Regions from separate parts of the Capsicum annuum genome. Here region 2 is linked to region 1. A link is a contact called in public Hi-C data. All regions are on one chromosome and are shown on one strand. Each heading gives the region's core, a stretch centred on a gene start, on an enhancer-like site or on the middle of the called end of the contact. The rest is flanking DNA. Distances are from core to core; before and after follow the strand shown.

Region 1 (5,370 bases), core at 1,969-4,468:
CAAGATAATCAATTAAGGCTTTCAAGGTGGTTTCTCTCCATACTTCTTGGTTTCTAATGCATGTGTGTCTTTTCCCTCATTGTTATTTTACTAAATACGTGTATTTTAATGTATGATTTTCATGGTATTGTTATGGTTTGAAATAAGGTTGGGGGGTTTTGGATGTTCATGGTTGATTAATGTTTCTCATAATTTTAATTATGGTTTTTCTTATTTTAATTATGGTTTTGCACATGTGGATGCATGAGAATGGTGATTTAATTGAGGGTCATGGTTGAGCCCCAAATTAGATGGTTTTGGTTTTGATAATGGCAATGGCCTCAACCTGTTTGTGAAATTGTCAATGAGAATGATTTTTTCACATACTTTAACTATTCTTGGAACTCTTGCATTGCATTAATGGTAAATGGAACATGAATTGATTTTGGTTGGTTTCATATGGTTTTAGAAAGGCCTTGGTGGCCAAGGTTTGATTATAAATGGTTTTGGTTTAATTGAAAATAATGGAGTCTAATTTGATTTAATGATTTATATGGCATAAGGTAATGGACTTGCAAACTCTAATTTGGTATGATGATACCAATGGTTAATACCTAATTAAAAGACTCTTTAGTAAATGATTTGGTTATATGTTAAAATGTTAAATTGGGCTTAAAGGGGGTTGAGTAGCAAAGCCCTGGAAGGTGAAGGTCCCGAGGGGACCAACATTGAAAACTTATGTTTGCTGATATGAGGGTGAACTTGGTGGTCGTGTGCATAATGTCAAACTTTATATATTTTGGGGTGTACTAGTTATCCCAGTTTTTTTTCTCCGATCGTGCGGCTAACATGCATTGGGAACCTTTCAGCAGGGGAAGCTGAACCCATATAACCCATGGGTGGTTCTAGGACGACATAGCTACACAACCAAGGTTAAGGTTTTAAATGCATTATAAACCTTGTTCCCTATCCCGGCACGATATATATGTATATATGATATTGCATATGGTTATTTTATTTGATTTCGAATTGATGGCATTATCTTGTCTTTATCCCTCAGTTACATGCTAGCGTTTACCCTGCTAATCGTCTTCGAACGTTGTATCCCCACGCGATACAGAAATCGATCATCCTACCATTCATTATGCTCAGCGACTTGGATTTGGGGACAACTTTAAGTCAGATTGAAGTGGTGAGCTTCCATACTCCGGAAAACTCCATTTCATGCTATAGGCTTCATTTCATTTTTGTTATTTCTTTGATTTTAGTTTCAGCTATGGTCGAGGACATGTCCCGATCAGATGTTCTTTGATTCTGGTTAGAGGTTTTCTCGAACAACTATGGGAATGGACGATGTCGGTATTAGTGATAGCCTTGGTATTGCTATTGGCATTGGGATTGGAAATGGTTGATTAATTGGTTGTGGATTTCGACTTTGGTTTTAAGCTTACTATCATGTCTTTGGATTATTATTGTTTTATCTTGTTATAAGTTTGAAATTCATCCGACATGTGGTGTAGAGTGGTTAACGATGAGGTATTGGGGGTGGTCTCCGGTCCTGGTTGGACTTGAGATGCCCGACACGACTAGGTCCTAGTTCGGATCGTGTTACCCCTCCTCTCTCACCAATTTTTTTTAATGTTAAAATTTTGAAGAAAATTTTCTTATACCACCCCATCCCCCCACCCTCCCCCCCCCCCCCCCCCCCATACACACAAAAGAAAAATTATTTTTTTAGAAAAAATTTAAAACCTTTTTTCTTGCCTCAACCCCTACCCCTACCCCATACTTCACTAACCTTACCCCTAAATATTTTTTTTTAAAATTTAAATTTTTTCTTACCTTGCCCCTCTTTGTCATATTCGATTTTATTTTTTATTATTTTGTGCTAAATATATACAAATATTTTTAGAAAATATTTTTCTACTTATGTTACGAGCGTAAGAAAATAAGTAAGAAATAATTTATTTTCTTAGAAAATATTTTTTTGAATTCCATACCGAATACACCCATAGTATACACAAAAGATGCATTCAAACTTTGTACTTGTCGTTGGTGTCACGTCTCAAAACACCAAAAAGAAATAAAATTTGTTATTATTCAAAATGAATCTGGTTATATTTATTTTGATCTACTCTTTTATTGACTTTGTTAGAATTTACCTAAATTTAACAACTTAATATATTTATATGACATAATTTACAAAAAATTAGTAGGAAAAAATTATTATATTAATAATTATTGATAAATTTAATATTTATAATAATTAAGGATAATATAGTAAATTTAGCAGTTACAATACAAACCATACTGTTAAACCAAATAATAAAACTATCATTAAAAAATAATGAACAATATTACCCATTCAAATATTATATCATACAGTACTATGTATTATGAAATCATAACAAACCACTGTTCAAACAAAGTGTAAAAAGTGTGCAAAACGTAAGTACCTAAAAGCCAAAATATGGAGTAACTAAAAATAAAGAGGCCGCGGAAAACCCTAGCTCATAGCAATGCAAACGTGCCGCCGCTTCCTCTGAGCTAAATAAAATTGACTGAAGAACGCCAATTTGGAAAGAGATCTTTTTGCTGTGTATATTATTGGCGTAAAAAATTTACATCACATGAATACAGCCAAATTTTTTTTTTTTTTCATATACCTATCTTAAATTGCTAATTGAGCAAATAGCATCTAGTATAGTAATACTTTATGCAAGGAGATCTTTCCCATCTTATCCCTTGTCAATCGAATTCGTTGCATAAAGCTTAATACAATTTACATTTGTTGTGGTTTCCGTAAACAAAAATGACAAATATCACGTCTCAAAATTACTAAACTAACAACACATTTTTTTTTCTAAGTTATACTCAAATAAAAAATAAACATACTGTCTACCTTAAAGTCACTCGAACAAAAAACACATTTTTCATATTATAGACTTTAAAGGCAATTTGAGGTGACACCTTTTTGTACGTCTCACAATCATTCAAAGGAAAGTTTTAATTTTTATGCTCCCTCGTTCCAAGAGTTCTACTTTTCTTTTTAATCTATTTAAAAATAAATAATACTTTTTAATAATATTTTAATTTTAATTTTTTACATAACATATTTAGGATCACAAAATTAAAAAATATTTTAATATATTTAATATAATATTTAAGATTACAAGATTCAAAAATTTCTTTATTTTTTTTAATTTTATGTCAAATTATAAACATTCTTTTTAAAAACCGAGGGCAGTACATTTCTCTCAAGCCGCCCCCTCCCACCCCACCTTAACACACTCTTGTCAAATTCCTACTAGGTAAACTGTGGCAAAATCATCAAATTTACTAGCAAATCTTGAACTAATCGACTTTTAATTTTTTGCTTTTTTGCACATTTCTGTTATTTAATTTCCAGGGTTTATTTGGGAAAATCCCAGTGAATTTGTCGACTTTTCTTGAATTAATTTTAAGCAAAAAAAAATAAAAACTTGGTGGGGTTTGTAGAAAAAATGGCAGGTTGTTGTTCATCAGGTATAAGGTTGTCATCTCAATTTACATCACTGAAAAATGAAATCTTGATTACGGGGTCCAATAAAGATTCCAACTTTACATTTATTAAATGTCAAGATTTTGTGGGTAGGAACAAAATTGGGTTTTTGGTTTGTAAGAACAAGTCAAGATTCTTGATTAAGAGTTCATTGAATCAAGAGGGTAACTCAACATCTGGTGTTAGTGTAGAAACAGTGATAAAAGGGAATGATAGTGGTGTTTTTGATGTTGGTGTTGTTGATAATGGTGGCGACGGGGTAGGGGATTTGGCTGCTGGAATTGGTGGAAATGGGAAATACAATGGTGGTGGTGGTGGTGGTGGGGGCAGGGGCGGAGGAGGAGGAGGAGGGGATAATGGAGGGGGTGATGAGGAAGACGAGGAATTTGGGCCATTATTGAAGTTTGAGGATGTGATAAGGGAGGCAGAAGCTCGCGGGGCGAAGCTTCCTGCTGATATTATTGAGGCTGCAAAGAGTGTTGGTATAAGAAAGCTACTTTTGATGAGATATTTGGACTTGCAGGTAAAATATGAGTAGGTGAAAGTGCTTAGCGTGTTTCTTGATCATGTACCTTTTGATTGTTTCTTTGATTGAGAACTTGTGTTTATGTGAATGTAGGGATCAGCTTGGCTTGGCGCTGCAATGAGATCAAGCGCTATGCTGCGGAACAGAATGTTGGCTGATCCATCATTTCTTTTCAAAGTTGGAACTGAGGTTTGTGTTAAGCTTGATTTTGATATTGCTGTTTTGGAAATAGCTCATTGAGCTGTAATATTGTAGAAATAGTTGCTTTTGAGCTACTGCTATTAGTGTGCATCGTGTTGTGTCTGCGATTCTGTTTGCTTATCTTGCGGCTTGGAGCAATTAGTAATTCCAGTTGTATAAGCATGATAAAATTGCATTACACGTGGTGAATTCCTATGGACCTTGAAATCACTTGTACGGTTGTGGCACCTTACCTACTGTTCATGGTAATTTCTGCTTCGTCATGATGTTTATAGTTGATATGCTTTTCAACATTGAATTCACGGGTTGCGTTGGTTCTGTGATGTAGATAGTTATTGATACAACTTGTGCAACAGTTGCGGAAGTTCAAAAGAGGGGCAAAGATTTTTGGGCAGAATTTGAATTGTATGCTGCAGATATGTTGGTTGGGGTTGCTGTCAATGTAGCCCTAGTTGGGTTGCTAGCACCATATGCTCGAATTGGGCAACCATCTGTATCTCAAGGGTTTGTTGGTCGCTTTCAGAGAGCTTATGGAGCACTTCCAAGCAGGTTTTGACTTGTCTGGGCCCTGTGATATTATCGCATTAAACTTGAGTACTATTTAGAAAATTCTCACTCCAATTACTCATCTGCTGCAGTGTATTTGAGGCTGAAAGGCCAGGGTGTAGATTTACGTTGAATCAGAGAATTGCTGCTTATTTTTATAAGGTAAAACTTGCATAATTGAAGTATATGCTATAAATGGGTTGCAGTATCTCTATATGCATATGTCATTCCTGTTCGTAATAGTTGTTCTCATAAATGCATTCCATTGTGTAACTTACAGTTCTTCATATTTATTTAGGGCATTTTATATGGATTCGTCGGGTTTGGATGTGGTATCATTGGCCAAGGAATTGCAAATATGATAATGACTGCCAAGCGGTTTGTTGCTCTCTGATATCACTAATACAACTATTGTCACTATTATTCTGATATCACTAATCTACTTCTTTAGAGGTAGTGGTATGGACTGCGTACATTCTACCCTCCCCAGACCCCACTAGGTGGGAATATACTGGGTTTGTTGTTGTTGTTGTTGTTTGATGCTGCTTGAAGATATTTCTGTTAAATTTCTGACTTA
Region 2 (5,370 bases), core at 1,631-4,130, 340 kb after region 1:
GGTCAATACTGCAATATCTGAATGCATACCTTGAACCTACAAATTGAGAACTTTCATACAGGGAATTGAACAGAATATTAAGGAAAAAAATTGATGGCGCATCACTATAATTTTATTTTTGACAAGTCAAAGCTCTTGGGTTATTACTTATGTTTCATTTAATCATATGGACGTGGGGAGTTCACTTGGTCAATTCCGGAGGCAGCAAACAAAACACTAGGTTATTTCTTCCTATTTGTCCAATCCTTGGTGGAAAAAGTTGCTTGGTATGGTGGTGTAGCAGGCACCTCGTAGAATTAGTTGAGGTGTGCACAAGGTACCTCCTAGAATTAGTTGAAGTCACACCAATGTTAATTCTCGAGTGCAGCAAAAATAAACAACTGATAACAAGCTTTTTAATCTCGTATAGCACGTAGTAATAAATTAAACAAAAAGAGAAGCATTATCCCTCACTACGTTATTGCTACTCGTAATTTCACTGACTATCAATATCAAACCATTTGATGAATTCAAAATCTTTCCAATTTCCATTAATCCAAGAAATTGACGTAAGTGCTCCCCATAAAGAGAAAAAATTTAGAAAATACTCAACCTTTTCAACCCTAAATCTCATCAACCACTTAATTATATAATTTACAGCCTGTTGGGAGATTTATAATTTTTAACTTTTTTTTTTTTTAACTTTGTCATTAAAACAAGTGCTTAAAGCATTTTTTTCATCTAACCCAAACACTATAAATAAAAGTGCTTAAGAGCTATTTTAGCGTAAAAACACCTAAATAAGCCAATTCAAAGCACTTAAAATATAAAATCAACTAATAATAAAGTCCTTCCAGAGCCCAACCTTTAAACTTTAGTACCCTTATGTTAACAGACAGAAGAATGTGTATTCTTCTATCGAATCATTCTTTTCCTCAAATAACTCCAATCCCCATATATCCTAATTTCTATTTATCTGTCTAAATCTTAACTAAGAATGAAATAAACCCAAATAGATAACAACAACAACAACATATCCCGGGATTACCACGGGTATGTTGTTGTTGCTACGTTATTGCTACTCACATTTTTCTTTGACTATCAATATGCCCAGACCCTGGCTTATGGAACTACATCAGGTTTGTTATTGTTGTCATTGTTATCATTATCAAACCGTTTGACGACTTCAAAATCTTGTAGGCCCAAGTTTCATTTTCTAAGAAATTGACACAAGTCCAACCCATAAAGAGAACAAATTTAGAAAAGATTCACCCTTTTCAACCCTGTGTCTCACCAGCTACTTAACTATATGGTTAAATCAGCTAATTACAAAATCCTTCCAGAGCCTAAGCTTTAAACTTTAGTACCCTAAATTATGTTGACTGACAGAAAATCGAGTATTCCTCTTTCAATTCATTCTTGTCCTCTAAAAACTCCAATTCCCATGTACCCTAATTTCTATCTTTCCGTCAGAATCTTAACTAAGAACGAAATAATAAAACAAATAGGACACAGACAACTCATACAGTGGTAGTGAACAAGGACAATATACCCAGTGTAATCCCACAAGAAATGTACTCCTTATTATGTTAAACAGACGAAAAAGTCGAGTTCATTCTCATCCTCTAAGAACTCTCCCCATGTATCCTAATTGCTATTTTTCCATCTAAATCTTAACTAAGAATGAAATAACCCAAATTAAACGAACAGGACATAGACTCCTCATTCAGTGGCAGTCAAAAACAACAACATACCCTATGTAACCCCACAAGCGGGGCTAGCTAATACAGAATAATAGCCAACAGAAAATCTAACAACTCCAGTACCCATGTATCCCAATGTCTAAATCTTAACTAAGAATGAAATTGACCCAAATAAATCAAATAGGATATAGAGTACTCATACGGTGGTAGTCGACTATATAAAATCATACAAAAGAAAAAAACACTAGGTGATTTCTTTCCATTTGTCCTAGTCTAGCCTTGGCGGACAGAGTTATTAGCTACCTAGCTGGTGGGAGGGAGGTGACAAGTATCCCATAGAATTAGTCAAGGTGTGCAAATGCAGACCCAGACACCCTGGTTACCAAAATCTACACACTCCTTCTCTTATTATAATTAGAAACAATTTAACTTTAAAATTATTCTTTTACCCTTAATAAAATAATTTGTAGCCACACAATTATCTAAGCACTGTTTTAGACCACAAATTTCAAAATCATTTCCCTTTTTCTTAAAACATCATGTCAAGTCAAAGGGTGCCATAGGACAACGAAGAACAAGAACGGAAACTTCGAAAAACAAGAAAAGCAAAATAAACTTGTGGGGACAAGAGAAGAAGGAAAACCTGAAAAAGAATGGTGAGGCGGGCGAGGGGAGCAGTACAGGTTTTACTAAAAGCACCAGCAATACCACCAGCAAGAAGTTGTGGTACAGTACCAATCTGAGGTTGAGCCTGTGGCTGTTGCTGCTGTTGCCCTGTATGATAACAATGATGCTGCTGCTGTTGAAGATGTTGCTGTTGTGGCTTTTGAGGTTGTTGTAAAAGCTTTCTTGCACCACCTTCTACTCTTGCTTCCATTTTTCTTGATCCAATACCAAAACAGGTAAAAAAAAAAAAAGATATGTTTTCTTATAAGGTACAAATGTTACAATTGTGAAATTGTAAGGAGTTGAATTATTTGATTTTGGTATTTGGTTTAAGGGTGGATTTATTTTTATTTATCTTGGAAGAGAGGAAATTGTTTGTTAAACCCTAGGGAGAACCCTTAGGAAGAAGGCTGGTTTGAAAGTGGTGCTCCTTGTTTTATGAGAAACTCTGTTGGTGTAATGACTTCTTTTTTCCATTTTTTTTTTTTTTTGGTTAAGGAGAATATTCTTTTGTTTGATCTCTTCTAATGCTATTGTTGAGTTTAAAGAGCTTAATTGGGTTGAGCTTCTGTTTTTGGACTTCAAATTGGACCACTTAAACTAGGCCCGTTATAAATATGGGCTGCAAAAGATCCATGGATAAGGGGAAATTTCATTTATATAAAAAAGTAAATTGTTTATAACAAAAACAGCCAAGATTTTGTTTATTACTTAAAATAGTCATTATTCATAATCTATAATCTACATCTATGTCTATATCTATATCTATAATATATTAAAAGTGTGAATCATTTATATAAAAAAGTAAATTGTTGTAACGCCCCGAATTCTGAACCCCGGACGCTACACGATGCTTATGACCCTGAAGGACCACAAGCTAATCCATGATTGATATCTGTAACTGAGCACTGAATAATATACTGTAAAATTGCAAAAAACTGGCGGAAACTTGCCATAAGGTTCAATACTTAAATAAAACTGAATAAAGTATAATAATACCAAAACTAAAACAATTGTCTGAAAATACTCTAGTCTGAAAAAACCTCTAAACTATCTGAATAAGGAGTTGATGGGACAATCCCCCCAACTAACTCCTTCTACTGAAATGCTAAATCTAATGGAATAGTAAAATAAGGAACATCCTCGAATGATGAGGACTCACTGCTAAGTCTACTACTGCTAGCTGAATCTGAACTGCTAAGAGTGCTCTGGATCCCGTGCTTTTGAACCTATGGCATAAAACACCATAGCGCAAGAGAAAAGTATGCGTCAGTACGTGAAAATATAATGGTATGTTAGATGAGGTAAGGCTGAATGCAAAGGTTTACATACATAAACAATACTGACTAAATATCATGAGACTACTAAATCAGGATACATGCAAGAGTGCATAAACTATAACTGAAATCGTAGTAAAATTGAATACCGAATCCTAATAACTGGATTTCTGATGTCTGAGTCTACTAATACTGATATCTGATTGATTGAAGTTGAGATCAGTCTTATCTAGCGGGTGATCTCTGAATCTGCTTATAATGAAAATCATTGACTTAATCTGAGATCAGTCCTATCTAGCAGGTGATCTCTGGATCTATGAACTATCTAAGTTTTTTACTGATCTAAGTGATTGTATCTGACAGTCCTGATTTCCATAATAATGATATGAGTTCTATTTTGAAGACTGAGACTGAAACTGAGACTGTGAAAAGTAGTCATCTAACCTACATGCCCTGAATCTGAACTAGTTGGGTCCAACCTGTAACCCCAGCTGAAAGGGTGTCAATACCGTGCCACAGATAAAGACAACTGCTGTGGAGTCGGTCCTAATCTAGCAGGTGACCCCTGCAATCAGTCCTGTACTAGTGGGTGATCCCTGAGTATACCAGTCCTATCTAACAGGTGACATCTCATAACCTACGCTGGCTACGTAGTTCTGGAACTTAGGGATTGCTTCTAGGGATCTCAGTCCTATCTTAAGGGTGAGCCCCTATCTCTAGGCTCGCTCGGTGCTGAGTCCTACTCCCAACTGAATAACACTAAACTGATTCACTAATTCATGCTAGGCCTGACTGAGCTGTTACTGATCGTACTGTTTAACTAAACTGAACTGAGTTACTGAGTTTCATAGACTGACGAAAAACTACTGAATTCTGTTAACTGGCTAAATACTACTGAGTTCTGAATCAATTACTAAGCTGAGTTGGACTAATAATGAGATTATTGAGTTTTCCTAAGTCATGAAGCTGACAGAGTTCTACTGAATACTGTAACTGACTGAGAATGCTATTGATCGTGACGTGACTGAGAGTACTATAACTGACACTGGCTCTAGGCACAGCTAAATTGTTAGGTATTAAATGCCCCCAGGACTCGATAGCATAAAGTAAAGTATAACAATTCTTGAATAATATGTCAATCGTCTATCATTTGCAATACAATCATTGAAGCATCTTTTCAAATATTTGCAGTCATAAACTTGTAGACATATGGGCATGCATACTATTGTCTCATTATTCATTCACCTAAGCCTTTCAACAAACACTTAACATACAGTAACTTGTACACAAATGGGGATTTCATATTAACATGCTATAATGGCACTACTTCATTCACCTAGGCATTTAATCAAACATATGGGGAGCATGCTTTGCTTATACAACACATATTACATCTAAATAATGTGGCTGCATCAATCAACATGCAATTTGAAGGGTTTATCATGAATATCATGTAAGTCATCACATACTAGGATCAAAGTTTGCAACTTGTAATCTAGAACATGAATTATATCCCAACAACAACATAAACATGAACTTCAATTCAATCATAATCATGAAAATCATAAATACACAATCTTTATAATTCAAAAGGATTCTTGAGCTTCATGGGTGGAAGAAACCTATGAATCAACATCTAGCATACCTTGGTTCTTGATTTGGAGAGGATTGACGGTGAATTTCTTGAGAATTGAATCTTGAATTAAAACCCTAGTTGTTTTTATCGTATTGCTCTTAGTTGATGA

Evidence for each region. A called contact is a pair of places that touch in the nucleus more often than the background predicts.
Region 2: a contact with region 1 is called in a Hi-C map of placenta, with 3 times the contacts expected there. The contact joins the promoter of LOC107842848 here to the promoter of LOC107842847 in region 1. A contact is called at or near these places in 2 of 5 Hi-C or Micro-C datasets (leaf and placenta).

What each region holds. Positions count from the first base shown.
Region 1 is chr9:41,033,408-41,038,777 of UCD10Xv1.1, forward strand. LOC107842847 (protein RETICULATA, chloroplastic) reads left to right here and starts at 3,219. Exons shown (of 7, transcript XM_016686882.2): 1 at 3,219-4,043; 2 at 4,140-4,235; 3 at 4,576-4,796; 4 at 4,886-4,955; 5 at 5,092-5,171. The coding sequence starts at 3,483.
Region 2 is chr9:41,368,945-41,374,314 of UCD10Xv1.1, forward strand. LOC107842848 (mitochondrial substrate carrier family protein B) reads right to left here and starts at 2,881. Exons shown (of 7, transcript XM_016686883.2): 1 at 2,326-2,881; 2 at 1-36. The coding sequence starts at 2,559.